Regions from separate parts of the Mus musculus genome. Here region 1 is linked to region 2. A link is a contact called in public promoter capture Hi-C data. All regions are on one chromosome and are shown on one strand. Each heading gives the region's core, a stretch centred on a gene start, on an enhancer-like site or on the middle of the called end of the contact. The rest is flanking DNA. Distances are from core to core; before and after follow the strand shown.

Region 1 (4,504 bases), core at 1,958-4,457, 80 kb before region 2:
TTCTGCCTAGGTGATTTTTCTGTGCTGCTGTCTGAAGGTGTCACTCACAACTAGGGTGGGGATTCCCACATCAATCAAGGCAGCCAGGACCCTCTGTTAAGTCTTCCTACTCAGGTAATTCTAATTTGTTGCAAATTGTCATTAAAATAACCATGATACCCCTGTATGCTCCAGGCTAGCTTAGTGACTAGTTAGTGCACTGAACAGGCTCAGGAAATACTGTTTTCTAAGCATGGAGGAACATCACTCAAAGATGAACTTGTGACATGGAGTGAGGTTGATCCTGGCACATCCATTTTTCTCTCAAGACTTCTGAGTTTATATCCATCCACCTTGGTATTTACGTAAACCATAAGATGAACCAAATGAGAGAAGTGACATATTTTTCAAGTGTCTTGGGAAGGAAACCCTCCTTCCACCCCATCCCTTAAGAGTGCTACCGAGGGGGCTAGAGAGTTGGCTCAGTGGTTAAGAGTACTTGGCGCTCTCGCAGAGGACCTGGGTTCAATTCCCAGCACCCACATAATGGCTCACGACCATCTGACCCAGGGGTTCCAATGCTCTTCTTCTGACCTCTGTGCCACCAGGCACACACATGCTACACATACATGGATGCAGGTAAACACTCATCACATAAGATAAATCTAAAAAAGAAAAAACAAACAAACAAACAAACAAACAAAAAAAACCCAGAAACAGAGCATGGTGCCTTTATCCCAGCATGCAGAGAGGCAGAGGCAGGAGGATCTCTGGGAGTTAGAGGCCAGCCCTTTCTCTATAGGGAGTTCCAGGACAGCCAGTACTACTTAAGAAAAGAAAAGAAAAAAAAGATAGGCTCACAACCAAAGAGACAAGAACCTTACAGAGGGCTGCTGGAAATGTCTTCCTGTGTCTTCATTAGAGATTACAATAATTACAAATAGTTATTCCTTAGAAGTGATTTTTTTTTAAAAAAATGTACTTGTTTATTTTCTGTGCATGGATATTTTGTCTGCATCTATGTCTGTGAAACACGTGCATGCCCCGTACCTGAGGAAGCCAGAAGAGAGTGTGGAAGCCCTGAAATAGACAACCGTGAGCTACCATGTGTGGGTGCTAGAAACTGAGCCTGGTCCTCTACAAGAGCAGCCAGCTTGTAGCTTCTGAGTCATCCCTCCCGGCCCAGAAATGATTTGCCAAGGTCTTGCCCAAGCTAATGATTTACCCAAGCTGACCCTGGAATCCTGGGCTTGAGCAACCCTCTGCCTCAGGCCCCTGGGGGGATTTGTGGAGTCTGTGTTTTGTGTGGCTGTTTTGGAGTGCTGGGGACTGAAGGCACTGAACAGAGCCTGCACGTGTCAGGCAAACATTCTACCACCTTTGGCAGCTTTTTACTTTTAAAAAGTTGTCCAAAAACAATTAATTACGTGTAAATGTGTCTTTGTGTTTGGAATTGTGCATGGGTGGGGACAGGTACATCTCTGGGTACATGTGCTTAGGAGTCCAAAAGAGGGTGTCAGATCTCCTGGCTAGCACTGGAGTTGTAGGTGGATAGGAGCTGTCTGGGACGCCAGGATCCACACTGCAAGGGCGGTAAGCACAGTTTGTGCTATCTCTTCTTCCCACCCACCCCCTTTTATGATTACTGTCATTTAAGCTAATTTTGCTACTTTATTCTTATTCCTTGTATTTGTGTGTTTATGAGAATGTATCTGAAACATATGCGGGGTTACAGGTGTCTGTGAGCCACCTGAAATCTTCTTGTTTGGGGGGATTCTCAATAGGGTTTCTCTGTGCAGCCCTGGAACTTGCTCTGTAGATCAGGCTGGCCTCCAACTTATAGAGATCCGTCTAGCCTCTGCCTACCAAGTGCTGGGATTAAAGGCATGCACCACCACTGCTGGGCTAGCAGTAAACACTCTTAAGTCCCAAGCCATCTTTCCAGGCCCTTCTTTTTATTTTAATTTTTTGTTTTGTTTTTTATTTATTAATCTTTTTGTTTATATTTCAAATATTATCCCTCTTCCTTGTCTCCTCTCCATGAACCCCCCTCCCCTTTGCCTCTAAGAGGGTGCTCACCCCACTAGCATCCCCCTTCTCTGGGACATCAACCCTTCTTTTTATTTTTATTTTATGTGTATGGGTATTTTGCCTCTGTGCATATGTACATGTATATGTATATATGTACCACGGGCATGTCTGGTGCCATGGACCCCCTGGAACTGGGGTTACAGATAGTTGTGAGCTGCAGACAGTTGTGAGCCACTATGTGGATGCTGGGAATTGAGCCCTGGTCCTCCAGAAGAGCAGCCAATGCTCTTAGCTACTGAGCCACCTCTTCAGCCCCCTTCTTTTTATTTTTAAGATTTCACTAAATTGGACTGGAGAGATGGCTCAGCGGTTAAGAGCTGCTCTTAACTGAGGTCTCTTAACTGACTGCTTTTCCAGGGTCCTGAGTTCAAATCCCAGCAACCACATGGTAGCTCACAACCCTCTGTAATGAGATCAGATGCCTTCTGGTGTGCCCAAAGATAGATGCAGTGTACTTACATATAATAAACAAATTATATATATATATATATATATTTCACTAAATTGAAAGCCTGAGAGTGAACTCACACTGTAGTCCAGGCAGGCCTTGAATTGTGATCCTCCTGTCTCACCTTCCCAAGTAGTTGGGATTCTGATGGGAGAGGACCAAGGTGAGTCACAGACTAACCCAGTTGGAGAGATGTATTAGGCCCAGAACATTCCCAGAATTCCTCATCATGGAATCACTGGGACTTCAGCGTCTAACAGGGAAGATCTCAGAGGTGAGTATTACTAGAACGTTCCTGATCTCTTTGCAATTCGAGAGAGATATTGGGACTGACAGGGAGAGGCCAAGCAAGGAGGGTGGCTGATGGCAGATGGAGGAGAGGTGGGGAGGCCACTCTCATACTGTCCCTCTCTGGCCAGCACCTCAAACCCTAGTAGCAAAGGACAGCAGCATGAGAAAAGAGCTGGGTGGCTGACTGTTCAGAGACTGGAAGGGGACAGCAGAGCCGGTCCACAAAACACAAGAGACAAGGGACATGCATGCCTGCTTCCCCACACATACCAAACATGCGCCCCCACACAATGGCACTCACCTCTCTCTGATGACTTGGCACAGCCTCCTGACAGTTTACAACACCCGCGTGCGCGCGCGCGCGCACACACACACACACACACACACACACACACACACACACACACACACACAACCATCCACCACCCACTCTGAGCAGGACCCCAGAGCTGCAGGCTTTGCAGCCTACCAGCTGCAGGCCCTGCTCGCCCTCCCTCTCCTTTAGGGCTGGGTTTTTCCAGCCGGAACCTCGCTCCCTCTACTGCAATCTCTGGAAACTGGTGTCTGACGCGCTGCTCTCGCCTATTATTTATTTATTTCTTCTTTTCTTCCTGCTGAGACCCTCCTGTCAGAGGGAGAGCCGCAGTCCGGAGACAGAGAAAGGCAGAAGCTATAGGGGGAGCTGGGAGCAAAAAGGAGGTGGAGAGAGACTCCCATACACCCTGTCTGCTTTCCACAGAAGACCATGAGCACCGGGCAAGAGGCCAGGAGAGATGAGGGAGACTCCAGGAAAGAACAGGAAGCTTCGCTTCGGGACCGAGCCCACCTGAGCCAGCAGCGCCAACTCAAACAGGCCACCCAGTTCTTGCACAAGGACTCGGCTGACCTGCTGCCCCTGGACAGCCTCAAGAGACTCGGCACCTCTAAGGACCTGGTAAGGACCCTGACCCTTTCTCTCCTCTTCTTCATATCCTGTGTTTGGGGTGAAGGGAGGTGGTCTAAAGGGCAGAGCCTCAATCTTCAAATTTCTTTCTCCTGTTGAGATGGGAAAGATGTTTCTGCCAACTTGCAGCCCCCCAATCCTCCCCAGATCCTTCATTGGGAATGTTTCTTGGCCTGGTGGCAGTGAGGGTCCCTGGGCTCATAACTCAGCTTCCACCGTTTTCCCCCCTTAAAGCCCAAGGCTATCCTGGGGTAGTGGAGAGTCATGTTGTTCAGCGCAGCCTAGAGGACCCGGGATTCCCAGGGAATGGACACATAAGGACAGTAAGGCCTAGAGGATCCGTCACCCCGGGGTTATGACTCCTACTTCTAGATTCCTTCAAAGCTGCCCACGAATTTGCCCCATTCCTCAGACCTGCCCCCACTTTTGCCCTTTCCCCCCTATCACCCACTTACTGAGGGTCTCCTGGGCAATCAGGGGTTCATATGGCTCTGACCTGGACCTGTCTGTGTCCTTATGTCCCTTCCTCCCAAACCACTGCAGCAATTTTGGCCCCCCAGAGGGAACAGGCCGAGGGTGACAATGAGGAGGTAAGGGGGGCTAGGGTCAGCGTGCAGTCTTTGCCCCCAGGGATATAATGGTTAAGAGCACGGGCTTTGGAACCACCTTGCTTGGGACCAAATTCTGGCTGTAATTTGGAAAGTTGTCTCTGTGCCTTGTTATCTCCATCTGTTAGAAAGGAATAAAGTTGC
Region 2 (4,250 bases), core at 1,250-3,749:
GTGGTTGCTGGGAATTGAACTCAGGACCTCTGGAAGAGCAGTGCTCTTAACCTGCTGAGCCACCTCACCATCGTTAAGAGCTTGTTTTCAGTAACTTCTGGGGAATAACAATGACGTTGAGCTTTGGCAAACTCCTTACAGAGGACTGCAGGAAACTAGTTTTTCTGGTCCTCTGCCTGTTGGTGTAGGTCACTCAAGACTCCAACTGCTAATCCCGACTAATCTGATTTCCTGGTGTGAACTCAAAAGCTTCTTTGTTTCTGATAGAGATTAACTTTACAGACAATGTTGAAAACCCTACTAAAAAACGACCTTTACTCTTTTTTTGCCTTCCCATGAACTCCTCTAACCCATCTCAGAAGCAGCCTGCCTCCTTGTTTTGAACAAATCAGAAAAAGTCCAACAGAGTAACAAATGTATCTTTTTGGAAGCTGAGTAAAGTCTTGGGTGTTGCTTCCTGCTGCTTCCGTTGATGTGCCGGTTTAGTTGGTAACTCCTGTAATTATCCTTGTTCATTTATTCCAGAATTCAACAAATCCAACTCCAAATGGTTTCACAAGTTGACAATGTCCCCCTGTGTCCTCCTGGTACGGGAATTCAAATACCATGGTGTCTCTGACCCAAGGACTGTCTCCTGACTACCCACTACCAAACAAGGAGACCTTCTAACCCAATGACGCCCTAATTCAGCCGGAAGCCGACTGCTTCCTGACTTGAGACCCCAAGTCTTCCAGTTTACCAGGCCATAAGCAGAGAAGATTACAAAGAGAGCAAGGACACACGGAGGTTCCCCCACCCCGCTACACAGGGATGAGTGGCAGGATCTGCCTGACTACTGTCCCGGAAATGGCTCACACATTAACTAGGCCTCACCCCCTTACCCAGACAGATCGACGACCCCTGTCATTTAACCCAAGTATGACCTATTCCCCTACCTTGGCCATGCAGCATAGGCCACATATTAACTAAGCCTACTTTTCTTCCCTTCTGTCTGAAACCTTAAACAGCAGACACCCTGCTCTGCTTGCTTTGAGGTACCTCAGAGACCCCGCTGTGCCACCTGAGGCCCTGTTGCTGCTGTTAAAACACTGGTTGAACCTCTTTTCCTTTCCCACCCTAAAGCTAAACAGTAGTGTTTTGAGGAAGTGATGCTAACTCAATTTGGAGGAATCGTGTTTAGAACAAAGAATACAAAAACAAACAGACAAATAAAAACCGTAAAAACAAAGTCAGATACAAAACTGTGTAATTGGCCAATGGGTGGTGGACAGTTGAGGGGCCTAGGCCATCGGACTCACTGGCCTCAGGTGACTCCACTTGAGGCTTCAGGGTGACAGGAAATTCCCAGGGTCTTCACCCAGCTGAAGCAGAGGGTGGCTGAGTAGTGATTTCTGGGGTGGGGAAGGGGGAAGTCTTTCTTCAAGTCATGTCTGAGAATCTCTCCTTGACTTTGGGTCGCCACTGTCCTGTCTCAGGTGAGAGGCAGAGTCTTCAGTGACTGTCCCTTCCTTTGCACACCATCAGTGTACCAAGCCCCCTGCCCCCCCCCACCCCCCCCAGCCCATGCATGTAACTGAAGCAGCCACATACTAACGTGATTCTCACCCATTTTTGCCCGGAGTGTAGGTTAGAGGGTTTAAAGCAGGGCAGAGGAGGGACTGGGTACTGAAAAAGACGTCTTGTTTAATGCTACAGAGCTCGTTCACTGGAGGTTTTATTTGAAGCTGTAGCCTGCATCCATGGTACCTCAGCACAGACAATACTTCACCGGGTCCTGAGGACTTGGGTTACTGCTTTTTAATTCTAGCAAAGACATTTTAAACAAACGCATGAATACAGAGAGAAGATCCCGGGGAATGCCCCAGCACCCTACGTACCGCTACAGCTATCAAATTGAAACCTCCCTCTTCATCCTTAAGCGTCATTCACACTTTTTTTTTTTTTGTTTGTTTGTTTTTGTTTTTCGAGACAGGGTTTCTCTGTATAGCCCTGGCTGTCCTGGAACTCACTTTGTAGACCAGGCAGTCCTCGAACTCAGAAATCCTCCTGCCTCTGCCTCCCCCTCTTCCTCCCTCCCTCTCTCCCACTGTGCTGGGATTAAAGGCGTGTGCCACCACGCCCGGCTTTCATTCACATTTTTTGCAACGAATTCCAGAGAGTAGGTCTTCCTCCTGCCCCTGACCCCCCTCTTCCTCCCTCCCTCTCTCCCACTACCAGCTTCCTTAAGGAGAAAGTGAGATAATCTAGACATTCGGTGAAATGAAGATCAGCTCCGGGCTGAGAAGTCAGGGAAGGAGGAAGGAACTGGTCTATTATAAATTTGTCAGGGCTCTGTGTTTCCGATATGAATTGAATCTCCTGCAAAGACTCTGTGCTGAGGACAGCCGTCTCCCTCTAGCTCCCCCTTGCGGCTGATTTCCTCTAGGTCGAGGGGGAGGGAGTCAGGGATAGGAAAACAGAATGGCTCTTGCCCCCCCTGCTGGCTGCCCGCGTGGATGACAGGAAAGGCCCACAGCAGGGGTGCACCTGGGAGGACGTTTCTTGGTTTGCGGTTCCTTCAGGAACCACCCCTCCCCAGCCCCTCCCCCCCAGCAGACAGGCAAACGATGGGACACGGTGTGAGGAAGGGTCTCCTCAAAGTTTTAGCCCCCGTCTTATCTACAGGTCTGCAGGGCTCCAGGGATGGCAAGGCTTACAGCGGGCCACAGCGGGCCGCAGCGGGCCAATGCCCACGAGGGCTAGCACTGCACGGTGCCAGGAGGAGCAGACTCCTGCTGTGTGTTTCTGGCATCCTGCATGACAGACACCAGTGAACCCATCATCCCTTTAAATGGAAACTCAATGGCAGAGGCTAGTTGTCCTAGCAACTGCAGGACAGAAGAGCCTTTGTCGGGGCTGGAGAGATGGCTCAGCAGTTAAGGGCACTGACTGCTCTTTCAAAGGTCCTGAGTTCAATTCCCAGCAACCACATGGTGGCTCACAACCATCTGTAATGAGATCCGATGCCCTCTTCTACAGTGTACTCATATAAATAAAATGAATCTTTAAAAAAAAAAAAGAGCAAAAAAGAAGAGCCTTTGTCACTGGCTGTGGCAACACATGCTGGTGACCATGTCCTCTTCTTCCCCCCCACCTCCCACTCTCCTTTAGACATGCAGGCCCCTAGTAGCTGTTGAACTATTGGGTTTGTCTTTATTAGAGAGACTGTCTCTGATTTATCAGACTTCACAGCAGAGAAGAGAGATCTGCGGAAGGAGGCAGCTGTGTAAATAGAGCCTGGATGAGACTGGCCTGGATCACCCTAGGCACTGTGGTCTCCCAAGTGGGATCTCAAAGATGGCATAGTCAAATATGGCACCATGGTGGGGACGTACTCCCAGCCTTGTCGCAGAGCTGTCTGGGATTTGAAGGCAATAATTATCTTTATTTTCAGTACTTGCCTTCTTTATGTTGGCTCAGACAAGTACTGTAGGGCATTTGAACAGGTTTCCTCTGTGGTCCGCTCTCTGTAGGGGACTCCACTGAGTCAGCTTGTTTTCAGACACTGAACAGCACGGAAAAGTTGACATGTCAGTTTGTGAACACAGAGGATCTGGAATGAACTTTGCCGTGCCACACTCTGTACCCTCAGTTCGAGATGGGAGGTGACAGCTGATAACTGTTACGAAAAGGCATTCTTGAGGCCAGCATGTGCCTGGGACTCAGCTTGGCTTCTGAAGACCATGAAGTGTGGCAAGCCTGACACCGACATCCGAATCTCTTCCCAGACCACAATGGGATTCATTTCTTCCTAGCTCTCAGGTGTCCATGATTTGAAGGCAGTACTGCCCGTTACCCACTCCAAGATTCTCGGATACAGTACACAGCCTCTCTCCTGGTTTCTGTATGCACTGCTCCTCCTTCAGGCTCCTCCAAGGCCACAGGGAGTGGAGAAAGGAGGGGTCTTAGGGTGTACCCTTCTCTGTCAGTTGTCATCTGAGTATCCCACTCTTCTGCTAACAGGGTCCTCATGATGGCAAAGCACGCCCAGGCTAAAGCAGGACCCACTTTCCACCTGAGGTCTGGCTATAGTTCCTCAGCTTCCAGTCACTGTGTGGGGCCCTAGAGCACCACCCAGATTCTCTTAGAAAAACACCGCAATTGTGGAACTCTCCAGAACAGTCTCTAAATGAGAAAGTCAGGATTGGGCAAATTGATGTGATTCAGCTGTCTACGACCTGAGTTGATACCACCCAAGCAGGTTTCAAATG

What was found. Promoter capture Hi-C pulls out the DNA fragments that hold promoters and counts their contacts.
Region 1: a contact with region 2 is called in a promoter capture Hi-C map of embryonic stem cells, with 2.6 times the contacts expected there. The contact joins the promoter of Nrip2 here to the enhancer-like site in region 2. A contact is called at or near these places in 3 of 39 promoter capture datasets (embryonic stem cells, liver and trophoblast stem cells), 1 of 15 datasets of contacts at CTCF or cohesin (embryonic stem cells), 17 of 484 Hi-C or Micro-C datasets (the AML12 cell line, CD8 T cells, the G1E-ER4 cell line and 7 more), 4 of 115 datasets of contacts at active chromatin or transcription factors (embryonic stem cells and extraembryonic endoderm stem cells) and 3 of 9 other capture datasets (adipose tissue, liver and pancreatic islet).

The regions. Positions count from the first base shown.
Region 1 is chr6:128,396,559-128,401,062 of GRCm38.p6, forward strand. It overlaps Nrip2 (nuclear receptor interacting protein 2), which reads left to right and starts at 3,208. Exons shown (of 6, transcript NM_021717.2): 1 at 3,208-3,743. The coding sequence starts at 3,555.
Region 2 is chr6:128,477,517-128,481,766 of GRCm38.p6, forward strand. The region is part of intron 2 of Gm10069 (predicted gene 10069); the gene reads left to right. Among named protein-coding and RNA genes, the nearest start is that of Gm10069, 41 kb to the left of the region's middle. Within about 2 kb of position 2,500, at least 73 of the 459 cell types and tissues checked have an H3K27ac peak or open chromatin away from gene starts, as enhancers often do. A contact at or near this core is called in embryonic stem cells, regulatory T cells and trophoblast stem cells, where this site is marked.